Regions from separate parts of the Mus musculus genome. Here regions 1 and 2 are each linked to region 3. The links are chromatin contacts, called in public HiChIP or PLAC-seq maps. All regions are on one chromosome and are shown on one strand. Each heading gives the region's core, a stretch centred on a gene start, on an enhancer-like site or on the middle of the called end of the contact. The rest is flanking DNA. Distances are from core to core; before and after follow the strand shown.

Region 1 (3,646 bases), core at 546-3,045, 960 kb after region 3:
AGAAGCTGGAGCAGAGGTAACAGATCCAGGGTGAGGGAGAGAACCATTGCCTGCCTCTTACCAGCTCAGATGACGTCAAAGGATTGTGTTCTGTGTTGGAAGTTATACTCTGAAAAACCACCCTGAAATATCATTGCTTTCTTTTCCAAAGTCAGTGACAAACATATCTAGGACACTTGAAACCCTACCAGCAGAGGAGATTAGATAGAACTGGGTGTGTTCAGGCAGCCTGGATTGTGAGATATAGAGGAAATAGTGCCATTTTATAAAGAATCATCTTAAGAGGGAAAATAGGTGTATTCTATGTGGCCCAAGGGTTAGAGCCAATAGGTAGCGTTAAAGATAAGAAGACTCAGACACACCCTGCAGAATGTCCCGAAAGTGCTACCTCCAAAGAGGAACTGAGCTTTCTGGAACCAGAGGTGGGCAAGCACACAAGTCGACTTCTGGTTGAAGGTGCTGCAGAGCAACACATGGGCTGTTGACCTAAAACATGAGCCCTGTGTGGTGGTTTTAGGCGGTAGATGAATGGCTAGTTTATTTCTGTAGTTGTATGGTGATTGAGCCCATGTTCTTAATTCAAATGAGGTTGCGTTCACTTAAGTCAATCAGAATTTAAAAGAAAAGAAAGTCATCCAGAGGTTAGAGAAATGGCTCAGCATTTACACAGCATGCACCGCTCTTCCGGAAGACCTAAGTTTACTTCCCAGCACCCATGTCAGGCAGCTCACAACCACCTATAACTCCAACTGCAGAGGATCCAGCACCTTCCATTGCATTCTGCTGACACTTGCACTTACATGTATATACTCAGACAAAGACATACATACACACAAAATTAAAATAAATTAAACCCTTTGTAAAAAAAAATCACCAAATAAGTAAGAGACGTGCAGACTTAGCAAAAGTCATGACTGACAGCTGCTGGGGCAGTGTGGGCAGGAAGTCCTCCTACCAGCCCCAAGGCCCTAAAAGCAGCAGAGAGTCCCTCCAACACACTCTCCAGCCCAAGGTCACTTTCACTTTCTGTTCACCTTCCCACAAAGCACGGTCCCAAGCCCTCAGCTACTCTGCAAATCACCTTTCACATGTGCAGATCTAAGTAGCAAGAAGTTCAGTTCTTCTCTGGAAGTAGTAGCTCTTCCAGAAAGTTCTGCAGGTTGTGCCTAAATCTTCTGGCCTGTAACTCTAAAGAAGTATCAGCCAAAGTCCCAGGGTAATTGGATCTGCCTGACTCGGAAACAACCCGGTACCTTGGTATCTTTGCTTTCCTCCTCCCCATCCAAACGCACCTCTCTTAGACTCTTGACAATCTGCTTTCCTGTTAGAAGATAGAGCTGTTGAGTAGATGCTCTATCCTGGGCTATTCATACTGCCTCCATCTACAGGAATGTGCCCTTATTGAGTGTTATCTTGTACAGTGTATTTGAACCTCAAAAGGCAAATACCTACCAGAGGTAAGGATATTAAGTTTTAATGCTTAACAGGACTTTTTAGAGAAATTTCTTTTTTGTTCAGGAAGGACTTTTGGGTTCCCCCAAATAATTCACAGTTCTATTAGAATCATATGTTTCCTCTTCACAGTTTAGAAAGCACTTTCAATACCTTTTTTTTTATTCTGATTCTCACAGTAACCCAAAATGAGTCTTGTATTGATTATCTTCATTTGGGGGGGGGCTAGGAAATAAAGATCCAGAGGGGCTGTTTAACTTTCTCAAGGCCACACAGCTTTCAAAACCACACCCAAATAAATCCCTTCATGCCAAACCCATAGCTCAATCCACTGTACCACACTGCCCTCCAGTGTCTCAAAGAAAGGACTATTGCCAGCCATAAGTACAGTATGCAAAGATCCATCTCAGGTTTGAGAGATGTCTGAATTTGGATGCTAGAAGTTAGTTTTAGAGTGATTCTCACTCAGTTCCCTGCTGACCCTCAAAGAGCCAAGAGGTTCCCTCAACTGCCTAAGACATGTAGGGGACATCTGACTGTCCCCTAAATGGGACCATACAAGCAAAGAGCTTCTACAGTCTAGCATGTTCAGTATGCGCTCAACCCTCCATGGACAGTCTGTTGCTACACGTCACGTTTCCATCCGTGGTCCTGGAGAAATCTGAAACAGCTAGCTGAGCTGAGCATCCACACCTGGAACCTATATCCCCACTCCTCACATCGCATCTAAAACCCAAGTGCACACTGCTGCTTGCTTGGCCTTCAGAACTTTTGTGAAATGAATAATTTCAGCAAAACGTATCTTTGTCTAAGACAGTGGCTCTCAACCTTCCTAATGCCGCAACCCTTTAATACAGTTCCTCATGTTGTGGTGACCCCCCCCCAATCAAAAAATTTTAATTACTTCATAACTGTAATTTTGCTACTGTTGTGAATCATTAATGTAAATATCTAAAATTTGACCGCCAAGGGGGTTGTGACTCACAAGTTGAGAACTGCCGGTCTAAGGGGAAACTCAGGGCTTTAAGAGGAAAGGCAATAAAACCAAGATTACTAACTGACCACCTCTAAAGCACAAAGCATCTCAGGCTTTATATCCTCCATGTGTTATCACCATGTGCCCTCAAGTGTCCGAGCTTGTCCCCATGTGAGACTTTCTGTACCTTGCTCGGACCACACAGATCACGAAGACAAAGTGCTGAGCCACGCGACTCATTCTGTCTGGGGACAAGTCAGTGTGAGCATGTGCCCTGCCCTGCTTGGGTGTGCAAGGCTCCAGTCTGCAAGCTCTGAGGTCAGCATTCTGGGAGAGAAGCAGTGTTCTAGATGAACAAGGGTCTGAGAGGGGACGTAGTAGAGAGGAACAAACTGAAGGACGGACAATTTGGAGGACAGAAAACCAAGGTTTCCCAATGCAAGTCCAAGTTTTTCTGGTTCTGTAACTTTCCTTCTTTTATTTTTTTAATCATTTGTCCATTTTTTCCATACTCTACTTTGGTCTCTTTCCTATTAATTAATTGATTAAAATGATTAATTCCTTCCATAATATTAACAGTGTCTTCATGATGTTTGTGGGAGCATTTTACCCTCGTGTACTGTCTTTTAGCTGTGATGATTTACTATGTAAATGTACTCCATTAATAAAGTCAATCCGGTTTTTAAAATGTACTTCCCATACTGCCTGCGGTCCTTCGCCCACCTGCCTCAAACCTTCCACACCTTATCTAGACCTGTTGTTCCCCTTTCCCACCCATCCCCATGAAACAACCCAACCTCCTTTCCTACCTCTCTGATCCTCATCCAAGCCATGCCTCCTCCCTCCTCCATATCTTCCTCTTGCCTATGAATCATGGGGCCCACTCAGAGCCTCTTCTCTCTGAAAGACTCAAAATGGTTTATTTACCTAAGACTCTCCCTCCACCCCCAGTCTTCTCTATCCTCATAGGATGGCAAGGTGAAGAAAGTATGAGACCCAGCAGAGAACAAGAGAGGGAGCCTACATGTGCATGATTCATGGTTCAGCAAGGATGAGTGAAAGAGGCCAAGGTGGGTGTGGGAGCAGCGAACACACAAAGAAGAGAAGGATTAATTGAGCCAAGCCAAGCTCAACCTTGAAGATGCTACTTTGGTGTGTTCCCGAAATAGGGCTGAGCTTATGGCTGGTTCTTACTTGTTAGTAACCAGTTTACCCATC
Region 2 (3,973 bases), core at 1,270-3,769, 760 kb after region 3:
AAGTTTTTAGAATAGTGTCTGACACAGAGAAACTGTTCCATCCACACCAGCCAGACTTCACTGAAATATAAGTGAGACTGAGAGATGGCTCTCCATCAGTACCCATATATCTGTAGATTAGTCAGGGTATTGAAGAGTTGAGAAAGTGTTTCATGCTAAGAATTGTGAGGAGCCGCCCTTGCAATCGCCATTACAAGATGGCGCTGATATCCGGTGTTCTAACTAGTAAACAAGTAGTCTGCGCATGTGCTGGGGTATTTTTCCATGCCTTGTGCCCTGCCTGTCCCGTGACGTCACCTGGGCTAATAGTGAGCAGCTAATCAGGAGCTGACACGTCTCCAACCACTCTTTGTGGGTTATAAAAGGACTGAGTTTCCTGTATTCGAGGTCTTCCTCCTGAGAAGTAAGCAATAAAGCTTTTGCCGCAGAAGATTCCGGTTGTCCTGAGTGTGTTCTTGCCGGCAGGGACAAAAGCTCGGGATAAAGAATAGTAGAAGAAATCAATGAGGTGGGGGAAAGTATGATAGAGAACAGGACAGTTAACTCAGAAACCTGAAGTTGCACCGTAGCTGAAGAAGGCAAGCGTTTTCTGGAATCACTGAAGTCGGAAGAGCCCAAAACAAGGGCAAGCAAAAAGGCAGATTCCTCCTTATAGAAAGACACAGCAGTAGGGCTCTTCCAGAAAAGGAGGAGTTGCTTCCACCAGCAGAGAGTGTTCTGTGAATGGAGTTGTCCAAGCCCCAAAGGCCCAGCACTTGCTCACTACTGTGTCAGTCCTGAAAACAACTTCGATTATTTAGTGCATTACAGTTTTGTAGGGGAAAGGGAGAATTCAATAACAAGAATGAGATTTTAGTGTACAGACGCATCCACCTTCAGTGTTCCATTTTCACATTTTTTTCACTTTCTTTGTAAGGATTTTGGAGGTACAGAGCCATAAAAAGATGTACCAGAAGCCACATGGTGAAGAAGACATTTCTACTACTGCATCAAGTGCCATTACAGCAACTGAACCCAACTTTCTCAGAAGGACACAGGAAAGAGAAGGGGCTCAACATGGTTACAAAGAAGGAAAACATCTTCATCAGAACTCTAGCCTTTGGTTGAAGAGACCTCAGGCAAGGCTTTGGAACTGTGGTGGCAAAGGAATTTTCATTGTAAAATTGTACCTTTAAACCTCATTTTGAAATGTCATTTGGATGCACAGTATTTAGCACAAAAACAAGTAATTGTAGTCTTAATATTAGTTATATATTCAATTGTACAGTTGGGAGGCACTATAACTTGTCAGCTCTTTAAAAACTGGAGTAGGAGCTGGAGGAATGGATCCACAGCCTGTCCTCGGTGGGAGAGGATGCACCTAATCCTATAGAGACTTGATGCCCCAGAGAAGGGGGGATGCTGGCGGGAGGGGTGAGGTGTGGGAGGGTGGGGGAGCACCCTCTCAGAGGCATAGGGGAGGGGGGATAAAGTGAAGAACTCTGGGAGGGAGAACTAGGAAAGGGGGCAACATTTGGAATGTAAATAAATAAAATAATTTAATTTTAAAAATTGAAAAAAAAAAGCCTACTGTTCTTACAGAGAACCCTCCATGCTGGGCAGCTCACAGCTGTCTATAAGTCCAACTCTGAGGAAACTCATGTCCTCTCTGGCCTACACAAGACCTTGCCTCAGGAGTACGTAACCACAACCACACACACATAATACACATTTAAAATAAATCTTTAAAATGGATGTATTACATACACACTACATACTAGCCAGTTAGACTACATTTCCACTTTTTAGAACAACAAAAAATCCTCTAATCTTTTCACATTTCAGAAATATCATAGCACACATAGACACACATCTGAATTATGATTCATGAGGAGTAATAACACGTATGGTAAAAAAAAAAAATTTAGTGACTAAATTCATAGCCATACTGTGTGGTAAGTATTGTTAGCTTTAATTTTATTGTTAATGGGATCCAAAAGCTGATTCATGCAAGGTCACCTAGATAATTAGCCCAAAAGGTTTTAAACAAAATTGCTGACTCAAATCCTCATGATTTGCCAGCTACAGCAAGCCCTGATGAACAGTAGACATGAAGGATCACCAGCAGTCTCAAGACCTAGGAATTAGTCAGCCCTAGAGGGCCAGGGCACAGGGTCCTCACATGCCAGTATTTTGACCATAATGCTGAAAAGCTCACTCCTTTTGGATGCTCAGCTACATTACCGAGGGACTAGCCAGGCCTTCTCAATACGATATGAATGGACAGGGTGGATACCATAAAGCAAATGAGTCTGCCACACATTCTAGGGAAAATGATACTTGGAGCAGTCAGAAGAAAGAAAAGACCCAACAAGGTCTGAAGGGAGTCATTATCTGGAGCAATTAGCAGGGTCTACAGTCTGTGCCTTCCATCTTTAGGCTCATAAAAATCTTCCTTGTCAGAGTTATAGATTTGCCTAGACCCAGACCGTTGACTCACTTACTAACACATGTGGACATTCATCAGAGGAGTTGTCAAATCTGCTCACTCCCAGTGAGGAAAGCCATTGTCAAGACAATGGATGCTGTGTCAGCCTGACCAGCCTTGGACAAGCAGTGTGCAAAGCCAAGTCAGTGGAGCCTCTGTTGTGGGTCTTGATCAGAGCTAGGGAAATAACCAGGTGAGCTCATGTTTAATGATACCAGACAGGTTAACTGGCTAATGCTCTTTGTCCCATTCTGAGACAACTCACTAGAGCAAAAGGAAAACTGAGGTCAACCTGATAAAGTGCCAGACATGAAACTGCTGAGATGACAGGGAGGCGGGTCCCTGGTCACTCTCTTCTCACCAAATCCTCTCTCTAGCAACTCCATCCTGATGGACAGATTCTAAATGGAGATTGTGAATGCCAAGTTTACTTGTGGTCAGGACTAATGTAAGCGTGTGAGTCATTCCGATCCCTTGGGGAGACCTCACCTTACTCAAAGCTAACAGTTTATATGTGGACATCTGAGCTTGATTCTCAGAGCTCAGTCTGTCACTAGCAAGCCTGTGTCAGGGCAATCTGACTGATGATTTTACAAATAGAAATTAAACTAAAGAATGTACTGTCAAACCAACACAAGGTTCATGGCGGTGGGGACTGGCAAGCACACACATATTCAAGGTTTTATATATATTCCTATACCTGTATGTTGATACATGTATAGATGAGCTCAAAATATTATAAATTTTAATCATCCTTTCTTCATTTTCAGATGAGGAAGCCTTAGCTAACTTCCTTGTCTATAGTTGTAAGCCAGAAAGTAACAGATATTCACAATTAAAAAAAATTCTCCATTCATCCTATTATCTCAGAACACTCTTTAATTTTCTATGAGCACCAATTTTAATAATATAATATTCTAAACATCTCTACTTTACTTAAACTATTGTAAGTATCTTCTTATATTAAATATGATTCGAAAACCACCACTGAGCGAGCTGACTTGCTATCTCATCAGTGAGGCATCAAAATTGGGTAGCCAAGTTGCTTTCCATTTTTTCTTTTTCAAGTAGAACTGCAGAGAAAATCCTCTCAGAAAAGCATTTTAACAAACACTTGTTTCAGAATTATTTTCAGGTCACAGGAAAGAGTGTCTTTCTCAGTTTCTCCTGGTGCTAGCACCTCGCCTTTCCATAGTACAGCCCTGACAATGGAAAAACTGAACTTTGATGCTTTGTTCTGCTTTCATTAGGTTTCCCACCAATGGTGTGCTGTTCCAGGATCCAAACCAGCATGTTGCACTGCACTGAGTGTAGCAAACTGTATACATGCATGTGCCATTTCTATCTATTCTGCACTGAGTGTAGCAAATTTTATAGGTGCCTGTGCCATTACAGTCTATTCTGGATGTGGAAGAATGAACTACTGGAAGTATGAGCCCAGGAGAAGAGAGGGTTTTTTTTTAATCATTTGATACATATTTGATTGCCCACCGGAAGTGTGGTGGC
Region 3 (3,549 bases), core at 417-2,916:
TCCCTAGCCTTTCTCCCTTCTGAAGAGCAGCAGTGGGAACGCTGACTCCACTTTTGAGCATCCAGGGACACAAAGCTGACACCCTGAGTACAGGACAAGCACACACTGTGCAGTGGCAGCATATGGTTCTTGGGTCCACTGAGAAGGAGCCACTGTCATGATAGCATGTCACTCCCTCCCTCCCTGTTATGGGGAAGAACACAACACTTAGCCAGCTAAACACCCAGCTACAGTTTCATTTGAAAAGCTGGATTTGATTAGAAAGTCGAGGGGACTGATATATGACGACAGATTAAGGAAAAAAAAAGAGAGAGCAAGCATAAATATGTAGAACTCACCCAAATGATGACTAAGGGGCACAAAGCATACAGAACCCTTGCACATGGAGATGGAAGCAACTTATCGAACATTTCGGTCCCATCTTGGGTATAGGCTATCACAATTCTTGGCAACACGCCTGCAGTATCTGAGGCCAGATGGGTTTTTAGATCGAGGGACATGTTTTGGGTTGAGATTCCCACATTTCTTAGGAAATTCTTACCTCTTGGGGAGATAACTTTACAGATAAGCTGCTCTCATCACATACATACATACATACATACATACATACATACATACATACATACATACGTATATACATGTGTGTATATTATATATAATATAGCTTTCTTTTTAAAATTATGTTTTCTCTTGGATATTTATGTATTGGGTAGTAATTTATCGGAGACAGGGTGTCACTACATAGCTCTGCTCACGGCAATCCTCCTACTCCGCGGCCTCTCAAGCACTTTGACTGTAGGCATGAACCAGCAATCCCATCTTGTATTTTTCATTTGATTCCTAGTTAGCGAGCTCGTGGAAAGACTCTTGTTGGTATACTACTTGGAAATGTAAGGCTGGGGAAAACAACCCCTTTCAGTGTGGGCGTGGTTAGGCAACTCCATCACTCTCCCTGGCTATGGAACTGCACGGTGACAGTTTACAAAGGATGCACGAAGCTCTGTAGGTATGGTGTCCCGTGGAACGAGGGTGTGAACACGTCAATTGGGATGGCTTGCATGGCTGATCCTCTTTACAGATGGCCACACATCTGCACACAGCTGCATAACTTCCCATATGAACATCTACAGGCTTAAACTCATGCGCAGAGGCTGAGAAGGCAGGAGGACATCAGAATGAGTCTCTGGGGAGAGTGGCTCCCAAGAGAGGTTTCTGCTCTATGTAACGTCTGCATTGTTTGCATTGAGAATGCATTGCTTGGGTAATGAAAAAAATGATTAAAACCATAACTGAATCCTCCCCCTGAGTTTCTAGGAGACAGCTGAGGGCCACAAGTCCCTGCCTTCTGTACTTTTTCTCCTGGACTTGGGCAGAGTGCCCCTTGTCCTTGTTCTGGACTCTTACTGATGCCATCTGCTCTGCGATACTTAACCCAGCCTTGACCCTCTCTATCTCCTTCAAGGAGCACAGTAAGTCCTTGATGACCATTTCCCTGGAGCCCAAGCACAGCTGCCTTAAGAGCTCAGCTTGTGTCCTAACTCTTTTTTTTCCCACCGGATCTTTCAGTTCTGCATAGCTCCATTACTCTGGGCCTCCCTCTCTACCTCTCATCCTTCCTCTCTCCAGATGGGGTTGGGAGTGCCAGGGATGTGGGGTGAGTCAGCTGGTGCTCATGACCACACAAGGTAACACCGCAGGGCCTCTGTGCAGCAGCGGTGGCGGCAGCGGTGGCAGCGGCCCCAACAGCTCACATCCCTCTCTTTTTTCTCAGATTCACTCTTCCTCTACTGAACCACAGCTGAGAAAGTTGTGGGCAGTCATTGCTTCTACTCTAGTCCTAGCCTCTCATTCTTGGGAGGTCTGTCCTGGTGGTGCCCACATGTCCGTGGTGGGCAAAAGAGAGAGGTCTTCTGGGACGCCCAGGAGATCATGTTTTTCCACGGCCCTCGGTCACCGAGCCAAGGAATACGCGCCTGGGTTTTCCCTTCTGTAAGTTGAGAAGGTTGGTTTCCATGCTTTCAGAGCCGCTTCCAGCTTGACGCTCAGCAGTCCGTGCCTTTGTTGTGCTCACCTCTCCTGTGTGGCCTGGGACCATCTTGTTTCTTTCCCACGAGTCTGTGCAGTAGACAACGCAGCTCATATTTCCCTCCTTGGCAGCCTAGGAAATCAAGGCTTTAGCGATGGCGAGGATGGCCCACGGTCATCCTGCTGCCTTCATAGAGGCACACAGGAACCAGAGCATCTTCTATGATGGGTAGGTGAGATGACAAACAGAGCAGCCAGGGAAAGGACTTGGAGGAAAGGGAAGGCAAGGGTGCCTTGATCAGCTCAGTGTGGCCAGAGGACTATAGAGAGGACAAAGTCTAAATCTACCTTATGCTACCCTCTGCAAAACCCTTCGAGCAAAAGTGGGCTGGTAACTTTTTTTTTTTTTTTTTTTTTTAAGGCTGGTTCAGACTTGCTAGTAACATGTCCTTTCCCCTCCTCCTCAGTGCTGGGTTTACAGGGATGTGTCACCATGTCTAGTTTCATGCAGTGCTGTGGATGTTACCCAGGGCTTTGGGCATGCTAGACAAACATTCTACCAAGTAAATGACCTCAGTGGCCCCTGTCATTGGAAGAATGGGTTCTTAAGGATCTGGTAGGAGGGTTTTCTACATGAAAGCAAGTGCTTGCATAGAATCCTACATTATCATCAGCTAAGTGAGATGATCCAATCTCCAAGAAAGCCTTTATCCCTATCGTTGGCTCAGTGCTTTCAGTGCTCACCGCTGATGTTCAGTTAGCAAGGTAAAGTCACTGCATGCTTAGGGAGATGTATGCAATTGGTTCTGGAAAGCTGGACAGAGACACTACAGCACCTCACTGCATTCTTCTGCTCTTAAATGTCTGGTTGCCTCTTGGGATGGTTTGTATATGCTTGGCCCAGGGAGTGGCCCTATTAGGAGGTGTGGTTTTGTTGGGGTAGGTGTGTCACTGTGGGCATGAGCTTAAGACCCTCATCATTGTTGTCCGGAAGTCAGTCTTCCACTTGTAGCCTTCAGATGAAGATATAGAACACTCTCTGCTCTGCCTGCACCATGCCTGCCTAGATGCTGCCACAATGCCACTTTGATGATAATGGACTGAGCCCCTGAACCTGTAAGCCACCCCCAATTAAATGTTGTCCTTGGTCATGGTGTCTGTTCAGAACAGTAAAACTCTAACTAAGACACCACTGCACCTTAGCAACTGTCACAAACTACAATCTGCAGGACTTTGAGAGGTTTCCAGGGGAATACCCATGGTGGACTGAAGGCTTTAAAGAGGGTTAAGTAAATTAAAGCAATTATCAAAAACGTATCACTACATAGAAAGTATTGGGGAGTGCTACATGAGTGGAAGTCAGGTTTGCTGGCTAGACTCTGTCTGCCAGCTGTCTGGGACTATGACAGTAACTGGAAGGATAAAGAGCTCTTCCCCAAGAAGACCCATGACTCTTACATTTCATTTCATTTTGTTTTGTTTTCATAGATCTTGTTTTTACAAATCATTATGTAGCTAATGATA

Evidence for each region. HiChIP or PLAC-seq counts read pairs in DNA pulled down with a chosen protein or histone mark.
Region 1: a FOXA1 HiChIP or PLAC-seq map of pancreatic cancer cells shows a contact between it and region 3. The contact joins two enhancer-like sites. A contact is called at or near these places in 2 of 484 Hi-C or Micro-C datasets (the C2C12 cell line and nephron progenitors), 8 of 115 datasets of contacts at active chromatin or transcription factors (the NIH/3T3 cell line, cardiomyocytes, embryonic fibroblasts and 4 more) and 1 of 9 other capture datasets (embryonic stem cells).
Region 2: an HNF4G HiChIP or PLAC-seq map of pancreatic cancer cells shows a contact between it and region 3. The contact joins two enhancer-like sites. A contact is called at or near these places in 7 of 115 datasets of contacts at active chromatin or transcription factors (the NIH/3T3 cell line, astrocytes, embryonic forebrain and 4 more) and 1 of 9 other capture datasets (embryonic stem cells).

The regions. Positions count from the first base shown.
Region 1 is chr4:56,618,211-56,621,856 of GRCm38.p6, forward strand. No RefSeq gene overlaps it. Among named protein-coding and RNA genes, the nearest start is that of Gm26144, 59 kb to the right of the region's middle. Within about 2 kb of position 1,796, at least 46 of the 459 cell types and tissues checked have an H3K27ac peak or open chromatin away from gene starts, as enhancers often do. A contact at or near this core is called in the C2C12 cell line and pancreatic cancer cells, where this site is marked.
Region 2 is chr4:56,416,787-56,420,759 of GRCm38.p6, forward strand. No RefSeq gene overlaps it. Among named protein-coding and RNA genes, the nearest start is that of Gm34628, 60 kb to the right of the region's middle. Within about 2 kb of position 2,520, at least 28 of the 459 cell types and tissues checked have an H3K27ac peak or open chromatin away from gene starts, as enhancers often do. A contact at or near this core is called in pancreatic cancer cells, where this site is marked.
Region 3 is chr4:55,657,460-55,661,008 of GRCm38.p6, forward strand. No RefSeq gene overlaps it. Among named protein-coding and RNA genes, the nearest start is that of Gm12511, 87 kb to the left of the region's middle. Within about 2 kb of position 1,667, at least 19 of the 459 cell types and tissues checked have an H3K27ac peak or open chromatin away from gene starts, as enhancers often do. A contact at or near this core is called in the C2C12 cell line and pancreatic cancer cells, where this site is marked.